3 separate regions of the Capsicum annuum genome follow, and all the other regions are linked to region 1. Evidence: chromatin contacts called from public Hi-C data. All regions are on one chromosome and are shown on one strand. Each heading gives the region's core, a stretch centred on a gene start, on an enhancer-like site or on the middle of the called end of the contact. The rest is flanking DNA. Distances are from core to core; before and after follow the strand shown. Region 1 has its middle 41 kb from the start of LOC124885666. Region 2 holds the start of LOC107877681. Region 3 holds the start of LOC124885666.

Region 1 (4,919 bases), core at 52-2,551:
CTATTTTTATTTTCAATTAATCACTTTCTTTGTTTAAAGTTGGAAAAAAGATTGTGACAGAATAACCTTATTAAGATCTTATATTTATCAGAAATAATAGCAATAAAAAATTACATTATCCAACGAAGATATATTTTTTCCTTTGTAAAAATACATAATTAGCTTTCGATACATTTTTTTTGATTTTGGATCTGACGAGATACACAATACATCCAATGAAAATTTATTTTTTTCTTGCAAAGATACATAATTAGCTCCCGATACACTTTTTCTGATTTTGCATTTATTGAGATACATAATTAGCTTCTCGATATATAATTAATTAAAATTTTTATAATTTTCTTATAAAGGAAGATTTGTGTAAATATAATAAGTTGACGTGTCTATTTATGTTATTTTTTCTTTAAAATATGGGTGTTATATTGGACCCTATTCTTGTCTGGTTGTTGGGATTCTTAGTGATGAAGTGATAATGGTAAAGTGAAGCCCCACACATAAAAATTGTCATTGTCATGTTGATTTTTGAAAGAGAGTTTATAAATCATGTTTGAATTTGTTTTATATTCTTCATTCTCTTAGATTTTGGAACTTTAGGAAATACATTAATTAAAAAGGGACCCATGATATCAACATATTCTTTAGGTGGAGAGAATAAATTATATAGTAACACTAAATATAGATGGGAGATCATGTTGGATTTGATTTCAAGTTGCTTTTATACATTAAGAGTGTAATTTGTGACTAAAGTAAGTTGAACTTTATTAGGATTTAGTCTGATCCTACTTTGTTATTTTGTGAAGGGTGTGATCCTCGAGCAAACTACAAAATTACAGTTACTGAAGGCGATTTAACGAAAGTGTTTTTATTAAACGATGCATGTGGGTTGAACAACCCAAATTATGATGACATCTATGCTCCTTCACCTTTCCATCCTGTCATATAATCAATGAGATCAATCGACTAAAGAGCGGCAATTGATCCTTTTGCTGACAGAGCCCTTAAATTAGGGACCTTTGCCAATATGTTACGAAACTTCAATCTTTGATGTATCGCCATTTCCCAACTTACTATAACAAACATCTGGGCAGGGGCTTGCAGTGCGCCAGACGAGGTTTGACCAGATACTAGTTACTCCCAATAAATTAAAATTAATTGGTTATGAATATACTTAGTGAAAACCATCATTTTAATTTGCATTTGTGTTTTTCTATAGAATTTACACTCAGCCATTTACACCTATTGGAGAATGTTGTCGACAAGCCCAAATGTGATATGTCCCAGTTATGCTTAAAGACAGATACCAAATCCAATATATATGGGCTTGATGGCCCATGCTTATATCATATCTTTCTAGCCAAGTCACCACTATAATATGGAAAAATTACATATTATAGAAAGTGAAAATTACATGATATGGTTAATGTTATAAAAAATTATAATTCATAGTCATTTGGTAGTTAAAAGTCATTTTTTTTTGTGGGCCCTATATACAAACATATTAAGATTTGTATATATCAATTCTCTCTCTCATGTATTTACTTTTTGATATTTTCTTTCTATTCTCTTTCTATCCTATTGGCTAAAAAAAAAAGGCAACAATGGAATATCAAAACACAAGATTTTTTATGATATCTTCTTCAACTTATTTTTCCTTAATTTTCTCTCAAAATCACTCTAATATTCTTGATTTTAAATTAAAGAAACGACAATATTGGCAACATCATAGTACATGATTATTCAAGAGATCTTTTTCAACTTTCTTCTCCTTATTTTTCTCTCAAAGTCACCCTAATATCACAAAATATAATCCTTGATTTTTCTGTGATAAATCGTTTATGCGGATTTTTCACCACAGAAAATCAGTTTAGGATATTTATTGACATTATATTTAATTTTTTAAATTTTTTTATATGTTATGTCAGTTAGTCGTTAAATTTCTTCGTTGTTCATCTATTTTACAAAAAAATTGAAAAGGGGAAGTACTCCCCCGTTTTTATAATTTTTTCATTTTTGCGAATTTTTATTTTATAATAAAATTTTTTATATATTATGTAAGTCACTCCCCCATTTTTTGATAGATGATTTATCAAAAAAAAAAAAAAGGAAAGAATTTTGCATCTTCTAACAAGGAGGAAAGGAAAAAAATATTCTAAGGTATCTAAATCTAAAAGGGGAAGCAATGAAGTTGACAATGATTACGAGGTTTTTTTGTATATATTCTCGTGAAACAGAATTGTTGGTCAATATACATTTTTGTTTCAATATATGTAGATACGTATACTTTATTTTTGTAGAATAATACATGCATATGTATACATATACAAAGTTAGAGTGTATGTATGTATATACAGTTTGTATTTTTAATATATATATATATACAATTTACATATATGTATATACAGTTAACTTTCACATATACATTTTGAAGAATAATGCATATGCAGATATATGCAGTTTTAGAGTGCATATATGTATATACATTCAAATTTGTTATTATGTAAAACATTCAAATTTGTATATACAGATATACAAACAACAGATATACAAATAATAAATATATATGTATATGTTTGTTTCGTTAGCATATAGGTATATACAGATATACAAACAATAGATATACAAATATGTATATTTCATTTGCATATGTGTTTCGTTTACAACATTTAAATTTGTATATACAGATATACAAATAACAGACATATAAATAATAAACAACAATTTTGATTTGAATATATGTATATTTCGTTTACAATATCATTTACAAACAACATTCAAATTTGCATATACAGATATACAAACAACATATATACAAATAATAAACAACAGTTTTGATTTGAATATATGTATACTTCATTTGCATATATGTATATATAGATATACAAGCAACAGATGTACAAATATCAAATTTACGTAAACTAATATACAGATATACAAATAATAAAAAAATCTTTGCAACCTTTAAAATAGATATACAAATACAATAATACACTTATGTTAACAGATACATAAAAATTCAAATATACTAATACTAGATACACATAAAAGTAATATTAATAGATTGCCAATATGTATATTATAAAATATGCAGTAGAGTAATGAATGAATATATCACACAAATTGAAATTACAAATGTGATTTAAAAAAAAAACTAACACAAACAAGGATTATAACCTTTTAAATTATGTGAAAAAAGAAATTTAAAATTACGAAAATCAAAATTGAATACGAAAATTGAAGCACAAAATTACAATTGAAGTTATTGTATACAAAAATGATAGTAATTACAAAATTGACAATTTGAAAGTGTTTGAAGTTTATATTGTGCATTCAATTTTGAAAATCTAATTCAAACCAATAATAAAATCAATTTTCATTATGTTGAAACTGAATCAATTTTTATTGCGTATTAGATTCAAAAAAGGATTTCAGCAAATAAATTCAAGTAAAAAAATAATTTGCGTAAATCATATATACCAGAATTTTGTATGCACGAATTACCAACTTTCTCCTGTAGATCATACTTTTTTTTTTCAAAAAAAAATTATCAACTTTTGAGGGAGTAATTAACGCATAAATTCATATTTATTGATATGTTATATGAGAGAAATAAATGGAAAATTGGAGAAGATTAAGGGAATTTATTACATTAAAATTTCCTTTCTTATCTCTTTTTGCTGTTATGGATTTTTTCTTTTTTCTTTTTGTATATATATACATAAAACTGTTATTTATTTTGTCTATGAATTGTAAATATTAAAATTTAGACTAGGAAATTAGTTATAGATACTCTAATGAAACTATATGTGAAATTTTGCCCTATAATATTGACAAAAGTTTTTACAGGTGTTTATATCAAGCTAATGAATGTTAGACATATATTTCACTAAGATTTATCAATACTTAAGGTTAATTATTTAGTTAGATCATAGATGTAAATATTCGACCTTATAAGTATTTATCCAAACTGCTACTCTTCAAAAATACTTTCGGAAAAACAGCCTTTTCAAAATAAGAAGATTTTGTAAACGCGGGTGCAAACAAATAATTTAAATTATGTTTAACACACAATAATGACATTTTATTGAGATAAGTATCGAGTACCTCCTCGAACTATAGCTAAAGTTGCTACGACACACTTCAACTTCATAGGGTCCTATTACCTTCCTGAACTCAATTTTAGCGTATTCTTGTCACTCTTCTATGCTAATGTGACACTTTTATTATATAAAAATGGGTCCCATATCAAAGGTGTCACGTCAGCTAAAAAGGTGTCATGCCAGTTAAAAAAGATGACAAAAATACACTAAAATTATCAAAATCATAGTTCATAAATAAAGTGTGTAAATCAAAATTAATCTTTCTAAATGAGTAAATCATAGTTCATAAATAAAGTATCAAAATTATCTAAGGATCTGCATTGGTAAATCACATATCTCTATTTTCTTTATAAATAAATATTTGCATCACATGCTATCATAAAATTTCAAACATATATAATTTTAAAAAATTCATTGTTCCGATAAATTAACAATGAAAAAGGGATAAATATACTCTCGAATTATGATAAATGGTACGTATATATCTTCCATCATATTTTGGGTACACATATACCCTTATCATTAACGAAATGGTACGCATATACTCCTCACACTAACGCTAAGGACATATGTGTACCCAAAATATGATGTAGGACATATACGTACTATTTATGATAGTTTCAGGGTATATTTGTCTCTTTTTTATTTTTATTTTCTTTATTTTAAATAATTAATCAATCCCACTATCCGATCTAATATAACCATCAAACCCCATTTCAAACCAACTCGATTCAACCTCTATTTTTTGTTCTAACCCCGTACTCTCTCTATTTTTTCTATTAAACGTGAACCCCAATCGAATTACAGTGATTGATTGCTTTG
Region 2 (4,717 bases), core at 1,339-3,838, 42 kb before region 1:
AACTGACACCTTTGGGTGCTCTGCGAACTCAGGTTTTTGAAGGTTTCTATCATATTCATGCTGTTTATCAACAGTTTGTGAGCCTCCAATTACCTCACCTTGGCCTTTTCCAACTCCATGATCCATCTGACCCCCAAATCTTTGCCCAACAGCAGCTCCCTCACCCAGGTTTCCTGTTGTAACAGCTTGGTAAATAGGCCGCCCCCTCTCATCCAACCTAAGGCTATGATGCACTGGATTAAAGTCAGATACTGTGCTTGCAGGACTCTCTCTTTGGTTTTGTGCTATTGAATCTGAGTGTGCATGAGGCAGCGACTTTTGACACATTAGACAGTCATCAAACCTAGGTGATGCCTCAGAACCAGTAACCAGTGGTTGAGGCACCTGACCTTCAGAAAGTGGCACCTGCACCTGCTGAGTCTGCGGAACCTGGTGCCATCCATAAGCTCCTCCAAGACCTGCAGGAGGGGCATGATGCTGATAGACACTATATCCTTGGTCAATAGGTAACTGCACAACTCTCTGCCCCAATGTTCCTTCTGCAGGATAATGTTCTAACCTAACATGTTGGGGCTGAATCTGTGAGGCAACCAGATTAGGATTCATACTGACATGGCCTGAAGGAGTCATTGTCATGTGAAGAGCAGGGACAAACTGCTGAGTCGAACCACCAGCAATTATATGCTGCTGATTGATTACTGGCCCAACCGTTCCCAAAAGCTGTCTTGGGAATCCCATTTGGGAAGGGATCTGAACATAATCTGTACGGCTTGCAGTCTCCCTCTGAGGATCCACATAAACTGGGACATATGGTGTAGTTCCTGGATAAGTCACTCCTGTTTGCTGCATATCATAACCCATTTGTTGCTGCTGTGCAGCAACAGGCATAACTTTCTCTAACCCGTGCTCCGGCTGAGCAGATACACTTGACACTGTACCAGGAACAACTAATGGAATGGTCACTGGAGCAACAGAAGCATCAGCATGAGCTGCGGGATGTGCATCTGGAGACACCAAACTGTAAACCGGTTCTTGAGAGGTAGCAGAAGTCCCACTAGGTGATAATGCGTCAAAAGAAGGTACAGCTCTAAGCTCCCCCTGACCATGACCTAAGCCATCCATAGCTTCAGAGCCACTAAATTCTGAATTCTGGGTGGAACCAGCACTAGCGTTACTCACTTTCCTAGCAAGACCAATACCACCAACTCCATTACTAATCCCATTCACTGCCTCGACATACCTCTGTCCACTATCTTGTAGATCTCCTAATTGCGCTACAACGGACGATTCAAGCTCTGAAGACGAAAAAAGAAACACCCTCAATTTAGCAGACCCATCTGACGCTCTTTCAACCAACTTTTCATACTCATCCATCATATTTTCAAGATCTTCTGAACAAGAAACGGTCACAAGTGCATCAAGATCCTCATCAGGCAACTGGTACTTAATCGTCACATCCTGCCCATAAGTATCTACCATCTTGCGAACCAGCTCCGCAAAACTCACATCCCTCCTAACACTAATAATTCTAGTCTGTCCACCTACATATCTCAATGCCCCATCACTCGGCCTCGGGATTATCCTCCCACCAAAACTACACAAAAACTTAACTTTCCTCCCTGACACCGAACCATCACCACCACCATCATCGGTAGCACGCTCAGACGCATTACTACCAACCCTTCCCCCGGAATTCAAATTATGCGACAACCCACTACCCGAATTCACAACACCAACACTCACAACACCCGGTGGCTGCGAACCAACAACCTGTGGGACCCACCCAGCTGCCACCGAACCCGCATTATTAGCATATCCTAAACCTACAAACCCTCCATCAGCTACAGTAGCAGGATAATAAACCCCTTGTATAGTTCCAGGACTACCTCCAACATCCCGGGTCGGGTTACCATAAAACCCCTCAACGGGTCGACCCGATTCTTCTGCCACTGTCCTAACAATATTCAATGGCCTCAAATCTTTAGGTATTGAACTTTGTTCAAAAGCCATAATCTTTACAAATCAAGATTCAATTTTTTTTACCACCAAAACCCAAAATTACTATTTCTACATTAAACAAATACAAAAACCAAGAACCCCAAATTACTAAAAATAGCAACTTTGAACTAAAAATTACCTCAATAAACCCTAATGGGGTTCACCCAAATACAAGAAAATCAAAAGGGGTTTTCAAGAAACATATGTATTCAGTAACCAAACAACATCTAACTGAAAAATTACCTCCAAGAAAGTAGTGGATAACAAGAAGAAGAAGAAGAACAGCACTTTCTTGCTAATTTCTATATTTGTATAGCTGAGATACCAAAAAAAAATATACAAATTCCCTTATAATTTTTTAAAATCATTTTTTTTTTCTGAAATTTTTTGCAGAAAAATATGAGTGGGTCGCTATCAAAATTCTAGAAATGGAAGAGGAAGGTGCCTATGATTTTGATTTTGATTTTTATTTTTATTTTTTATTTCTTGAAAAAAAAATTAGCAGAAAGATATTAAAGAAATTGAAATTTGAGAGAAAGAGAAGATAATAGGGGGAAAGGGCACGTGGAAGACTGCATGCAGAAGTGTTTCAATTTTGCAAAATTTAGTCAATTTGGGGAAGGATCTAATTAAGGAAGGATCTAAAAGCAATTTTTTTTTTTTAAAGAAAAAAAGTTGAAAGCAACACTTTAAAAAGAGAAAATGATCAAATACCCCCACTTTTGTCCCAAATTTCAACTACACATTTATACTTTGAAAGGTCCTATGATCCCCTAAACTATTTTAAAATGAAATTATTATCTCCAAATTATTTTAAAGTGGAATATACCTTTCTAAAAACTCATACCCAAATTTTATTTTGATTTGTGGTTAACACGCGCTGCCACGTGTTATGTCACGTAATTCCATGTCATATATCATTTTTTTACTATAAAAATTAATTCCACGTCATGCCACATCATCATCATCTTCTTCTTCTTCCTCTTCTTCTTCTATTCTTCTTCTTCAATGGCATAATAAATCATATAGAATTCACACGATATGTAATCTTATCAAAATCAAATCAACAATTAATGTTCAAAAAATATTCGATTTTCACAAAATGGTATCGCAACAGTGATGGCGCCGGAAAATTCAAAATTTCAGTGACTTTATTTTTCAATCTGAATTGATTCAATATTCTCACGTAATTCGAGTTCTTGGATGCCATTGAAAAAGAAGAAGAATAAAAGGAAATATCATTGATGAGTTCTTGGATCCCATTGAAGAAGAAAAAAAATTGCTCTTGGATGCCATTGAAGAAGCAGAAGAAGAATTGAAGAAGAAGAAAAAAAATTAATTGTCATTGATGGGTTCTTGGATGCCATTGAAGAAGAAGAAGAATTGAAGAAGAAGAAGGAGAAAATAATTTAATTGCCATTTATGGGTTCTTGGATGCCATTGAAGAAGAAAAAAAAAATTAATTGTCATTCTTAGATGTCATTGAAGAAGAAGAAGAATTGGGGAAGAAGAAGAAGAAAGAAAAATAATAATTAAAATTATATATATTTATTTAAAGAAAAAATAAAAATAATTTTTTAATAAAATATTTTTGTTCTTATTCTTTTTAAAGAGAGTGAAACACACTCTCTTGCCATGTTAGCATTGGAGGGATAATAATTTCATTTTAAAATAGTTCAGGGAGGTCATAGGACCTTCTCAAAGTATAAGTGTGTAGTTGGGATTTGAGGTAAAAGTTGGGGGAGGGGATATTTGACCATTTCTCTTTAAAAAAAAAGATGAATGTCTAATTCTTTTTACTAGGAGAACTTATAGGATAGTTGCGAGCAAAATGAATGGATGAGCTTTGAAAAAAGCAAATAAAAATGAGCTATACTTATTAAATGAAGATGATTGTCATACTTTCATAAACTTTTGAGCAAAAAAAGGAACACGAACATTGTGTCATAAGATTTAGAATAGTTTGAGAGATATTATGATTTTGGGCATTGTAGGTGTATACATGTTGAGGGCGTTAAGGGTGTTATTCATAGAACGATGCATAGGGAGAGATAGATTGTGTCAAGTGAAATTTTGGTGGAATTTTGAAAGAACGCAACAAGGTAGGTATGGAATAGCTGACTAAGTTGTTTCACATCATTTTTAAGAAAATTAAAATGTCAAATGAATGGAGATAGAGTATGACGATCTCATTATATAAAAACTGGGGTGGCATTCAAAAGTGCAACAACTAATTGAAAGGAAAATTAAATTAATAAATCACACTGTGAAGATTTGAAGTGGTGGAGCTAAGACTAGACGTGTTTATTTTAGGGGATTAGTTCAAATTTATATCGAGATGTTCAACTACAAAAGACATCTCTACAGGAAACTAGTGAAACAATACAGAGAAAAAAGATAAAAAAATATGCATATATGTTCATTAACCTAGAAAAAAGCCTATGACAAGATTTTGAGGAAGGTTCTATAAAGGTGCACGAAGGCTAAAGTGTTCACATGATGTATACTAGATCACTTAAAAACATGTACGATAAACCGAAGACACGGGCAAGGACAATGGTTAGAGAGTTAGGTCATTTTCTATTTGAGTTGAGTTTGCATTAGGGATTAACTCTAAGTCAATTTTTGTTTATCTTGGTGAAGGATGAATTGATTCCGCATACCGAGATGAGGTGACCTGGTGTATTTTATTTATCGATGACATAGTTCTAATCTACCA
Region 3 (4,748 bases), core at 635-3,134, 43 kb after region 1:
TTCAAGTTCATGTTACTTAATCATGACTAATTAACTTATATTTTTCTTAATTTAATTACTTATCAATGATAAAAATATTAATTTGGTGTATACACCTGGTACGCGGAAGCTTTTATTATTCGATACTCTAGCAAATTTCTATTTTTGTATGTATCTCATCTATTTTTATCGAGTACATACTAATCCACCAATAAATTTGAATAAATATAATTTGTTTAGTCATTTAATGTCGAGGATAGTATTGAAAAAACATAATAAAATCCTCTTAATTTCATCAAATGAACAATTAAATTAAAAAAAGTATTTTTAAAAAGAAACCAACTAAAACAAAACGGAGGAAGTATTTCAACCAAAAAAAAAGTAGTTAGGAGCAAGTTTTTCCTTTGCGCGGGACTCGAGGAAGTCCCACCAAAAAGTGTATTATTCTCAGTTTTATCTTGCATTTTTATTGAACACTGATTTCAAAGCTCGAACCCGTGACCTCCTAATCACTTACATATTTCCACATAATATGTTTCAAATTACAAACTAAAAAATATTTTGGTACATTTTACAGAACGCTTACAATTACAATCATGTCGCATCAGCTCTTTCGGTTACTATTACTTGTGTCGCCACTTATAGTGACAGCGAATTTGATACGAAAGATCAATTCTGTCAGCTAATTGTTAAGCTAAATTTTCTTATAAGCAAGAAGCTATTTATCGGAAGATTATTTATTTGCACATTTTGTTTATTAGTATTTTAAGTAAAAATTAGAGAAATAAATTAAAATGGAGAGAATAGTTTGTTACTTTACTATTCATCCTGTCTATTAATCATTTTGACTGCACCCAAATAATTGAGAGCCCCAATTGACACTACAATTTTAATTCATTTTTAGCACTGTACCAACCAAAATCCATGGAAAGTAAATTTCAAAAGTGAAAAAACTATTGAAGAGGACAAACCTGAAACGTCTAACCTATAGAAATGTCCATTATAATTTGTAACATATATCTGTTCACCAGTTTAACTTTATTGTATTTTGACACACCCCTCCCCAATCTCTATTTATTTAATTTAAAAAATTAAGATATAATTGATTATTTTATATCTAATTATTTTTGTTATTAAATATTATTTAATTTTAATATTTAAATAATTTATAATTAACATACATGATGTACTACAAAAATTATTTTTTTAATGAGCATGTTATTCGATAAGGACTTATATCAAACATGGACAAGTAAAAATTTATACAAGTAGTAAAAGATTGATGGAGAAAGATTACGAACCGTAAATATAGAAACTATAGCTACATTTCATAATGATGCTCTAAATTACAATTATTTATGTTTTCACATTTTTAAAAGACTTAAGATCCAAAAGTTGCATGTATGTACAAAAAATATGGACTTTTTTTTTATCCCCTATATTACTAGTAATATATTTGTAGAAAAATAAAAAAGGAGTAAAAATCAAAAAACTAAAAACAAACAAAACCCTCACCGGTAACCACCCGGACCAATCAGCATAACTAGTCAAGTCATAAAGCAGCCGGAGCAGCAATACCCAAATGCTTCACCGTCACAGTCTCCGTCACCGGCGACAGAGGAAGTCTAGAAGAGAAGTTGGTGAAAGGAGCTTCATCTTCAAAATTCAACGAGTAACTCAACGGATCATAACGGAACTCAGTAGACGAATGGCGTTTGTGTCTATTACCGTTACCGTTAAGAAAACTGAAGATGCTCCGCCACTTGTAGGAGTTTTCATCGAAGGACGAAGGCGGTGGAAGCGGCGGAGGACGGTGGTGGTGGGGAAAGCAGCAGGAGAAACAGAGAGAGCTTTTGAATTTTTGTTTGAGAGTAGTACTGGGGATGTTGAATTTGTGGTCATCCATTTTGGAGCGGATGGAGTGTGTCAAGTTTTTGTGAGAGTGAGCAAAAAGTTGTTAAAAGGGTGGTGGAGAATGTGAAGGGTTTTATACTTTGTCCAATTTTATGACCCGTTTGGTGTTGTTTTTTTTTTTTTTTTTTTTTTTTTTTTAAAGTAAATGCAGTGGGATCCTATTAACTAATTAAAATTGTATTGTTGACAATTTTAAGTTTCTACGTGGCATAAATGTGTGTCAGTGGAGGATCTAGCATATATCTAGGGATTTATTCGAACCTCATTCGACGAAAAATTATACTATTTATATAGGGTTAAAATTATTTTTTATGTATATATTATATATGTTGAACCCCCGTCGGCTAGTTCGTATGTGCACTTTCGAATCTTCTTAATAAATTTCTTGGCTCTGTCACTGCGTGTGCCTACGTGGACCTTCAGTATGTTGATTCACGCAGTGTGCAATATATGTGCCACGTAGGCCTTAAGGTTGCCAAAAATATAATTTTAATTAATTTAGGGGTAATAGGATCCCTTTAAGTTGAAGTATGTTTCAGTAATTTCTTTTATAGTTCAGTATGAAAATAACGCATTTTCTCTTCTTTTTTTAAAAAAAAATTATTTTATTTTACGAAATTAGGGTGGTTGATCATGAGAATTTTAAATTGATTTTGATAAATCAAAAATAAATTTTACTTATTTTTCAACTTTAATTTTAACTTTATTTATTATTATAAATCACCCCTTTTTAAATCACCCTATTTAGTTAATTAGGGTGGTTGATCATCACACCTGGATTGCGGTCCTCCATGGACCAGCCCACTTTTTAAAATATATTATTTAAATTTTAAAATGTTAATTACATAAATATTTACAATATAATATTACATAATGTTATTAATTGTTAATCAAGTCTCAAATTTACTAAAAAAATCCTAATAATATGTGAAATTGAATAACTTTTGACATCAAATTCAAATCAAATAGAGAGATATTAAAAAACAAATGAACTAATTAATGAGTAAGAACATAACTAGCTAAATAGCAATATTAACCTAATTTTATTTTAATTAATCACAATATAACACAAAATAAATATCAATATTTAGTCCACTAAGAGCGAAAATAAACTATTTAAATAAACTCTCATGACACTTATGGCGTCTTTAACATCGCCTTGTAATCTTCATCAAACAAATTTGATTCCTTCAAAAAATTTGTATTTTGTATTTTAATTAATTATATATTTTTATAAATACAGTTAATATTTAAATATCTATGAAGGTTCGAATAAACTTTGAACCTGAACTTCTTTTTTATTCTTAGTTCTCTATTCTATTTTTAATTATTTTTTTCATGGCCCACAGGCCAGCTCAGCCCATATTGCTCAAGCCCCACGGACCAACGGACTTATTTGGACTGAGCTAAAAAGCCTTATTCTTAAACGGGCTAAAAAATTATAGCCCAACCCTACCAGATTACAGACTGGGTCAGGCCGGCCCAACGGGCCTGACCCATATTGACGACTCTAATATTAGCACTAGGAGAGTTTATTTTCTTAAACAAAGCCGGAAAGGAAAAATGTTTGGGCAAAAAACATAAATCTTGTATAAATGTATTGCCATATATAGCGAATGCCTACTTTACCATATATGATGAATACCTACTTTACTATATATTGTGAATGTCTATTTATGGTAAAGTTATAAGCCCCAAGGTTAGATTTTCCCTATAAATAAAATAATTTTCCTTCATTGTGATTCATTCCTTAATAGAAATAAGAATTACTCTCTATTCTTTCTCTATTCTTCTTCTTTATTCTTTGTTATTTTATAACACATTATCAGCACGAGACTCTACCGTCTCAAATTTGAAGGCTAAAGTATTCTTCTTCTTCCCTTTTTCATACGGCTAACAATCTTACGAAGTGTGACTTCGTTGCCCTTCAAAGTTCGGGCAAGAACTATATTTCATTGGTACTAGATGCGAAAATCCACTTAGATACTATGGGTCTTGTAGACGCCATAAAGAAAGAAAATACAACATCTAGTCAAAATCGTGCTAAGGCTATGATTTTCTTGCGTCATCATCTTGACGAAATTTTAAATTTGAATATCTTACTACTAAGGATTCACTTATATTGTGGAATAACCTAAAAGAAAGATTTGATCACTTAAAGATGGTCATCCTCCCAAAAGCACGATATGAATTGATGCATTTGAGGTTTCAAGACTATAAGTTTGTTCGTGAGTATAATTCTGTCATGTTCAGAATTTCTTCTCAATTAAAACTACATGGAGAGACTGTCAATGATGACAATATGATGGAAAAGACACTCTCCTTTTTTAATGCCTCGAATGTGCTCTTACAACTGCAATATTGAGAGAAATATTTCAAGACGTACACTAAACTGAGTTCTCATCTTCTCGTAGATGAACAAAATAATAATTTGTTGATGAAAAATTACGAGAATCGACCTACTGGATCTGCATCATTCCCTGAGGTGAATGATGTGCATATTCACCATGCTAGGCATGGAAAAAGTCGCGGTCTTGAACGTGGTCATGGACGTAGTCGCGGTTGTGGTGGTGACGACCAAAAAAGAAACTCTGCTCCTGGATTTAATCATTCATCGAACAAAAAGATAAAAGATGAAAAAACGTGAAGCAATTACTTATTTTTGATGTGCTGGAAAAGGATACTATTCACATGTTTGTCGTGCTCTCAAGCACTTGATTGACCTTTATCAAGCATCACTAAAGAAGAAAGAGAAAAATTTCGAGGATAACTTTCTCTCTGAAAATGATGTTGACATCACATGCTTGGATGTAGCAAACTTTTCCGAGCACCCTGAAGGAAAGATTAATCACTTG

Evidence for each region. Hi-C and Micro-C count contacts between places; a contact is called where the count stands out from the background.
Region 2: a Hi-C map of placenta shows a contact between it and region 1, with 6 times the contacts expected there. The contact joins the promoter of LOC107877681 here to the enhancer-like site in region 1. A contact is called at or near these places in 3 of 5 Hi-C or Micro-C datasets (bud, leaf and placenta).
Region 3: a Hi-C map of placenta shows a contact between it and region 1, with 3 times the contacts expected there. The contact joins the promoter of LOC124885666 here to the enhancer-like site in region 1.

What each region holds. Positions count from the first base shown.
Region 1 is chr7:8,022,515-8,027,433 of UCD10Xv1.1, forward strand. No RefSeq gene overlaps it. Among protein-coding and RNA genes, the nearest start is that of LOC124885666, 41 kb to the right of the region's middle. Within about 2 kb of position 1,302, at least 1 of the 5 cell types and tissues checked has an H3K27ac peak or open chromatin away from gene starts, as enhancers often do.
Region 2 is chr7:7,979,277-7,983,993 of UCD10Xv1.1, forward strand. LOC107877681 reads right to left here and starts at 2,589. Exons shown (of 9, transcript XM_016724371.2): 1 at 1-2,589. The coding sequence starts at 2,010.
Region 3 is chr7:8,064,521-8,069,268 of UCD10Xv1.1, forward strand. It overlaps LOC124885666, which reads right to left and starts at 1,885. Exons shown (of 1, transcript XM_047393906.1): 1 at 1,532-1,885. The coding sequence starts at 1,885. The coding sequence ends at 1,532.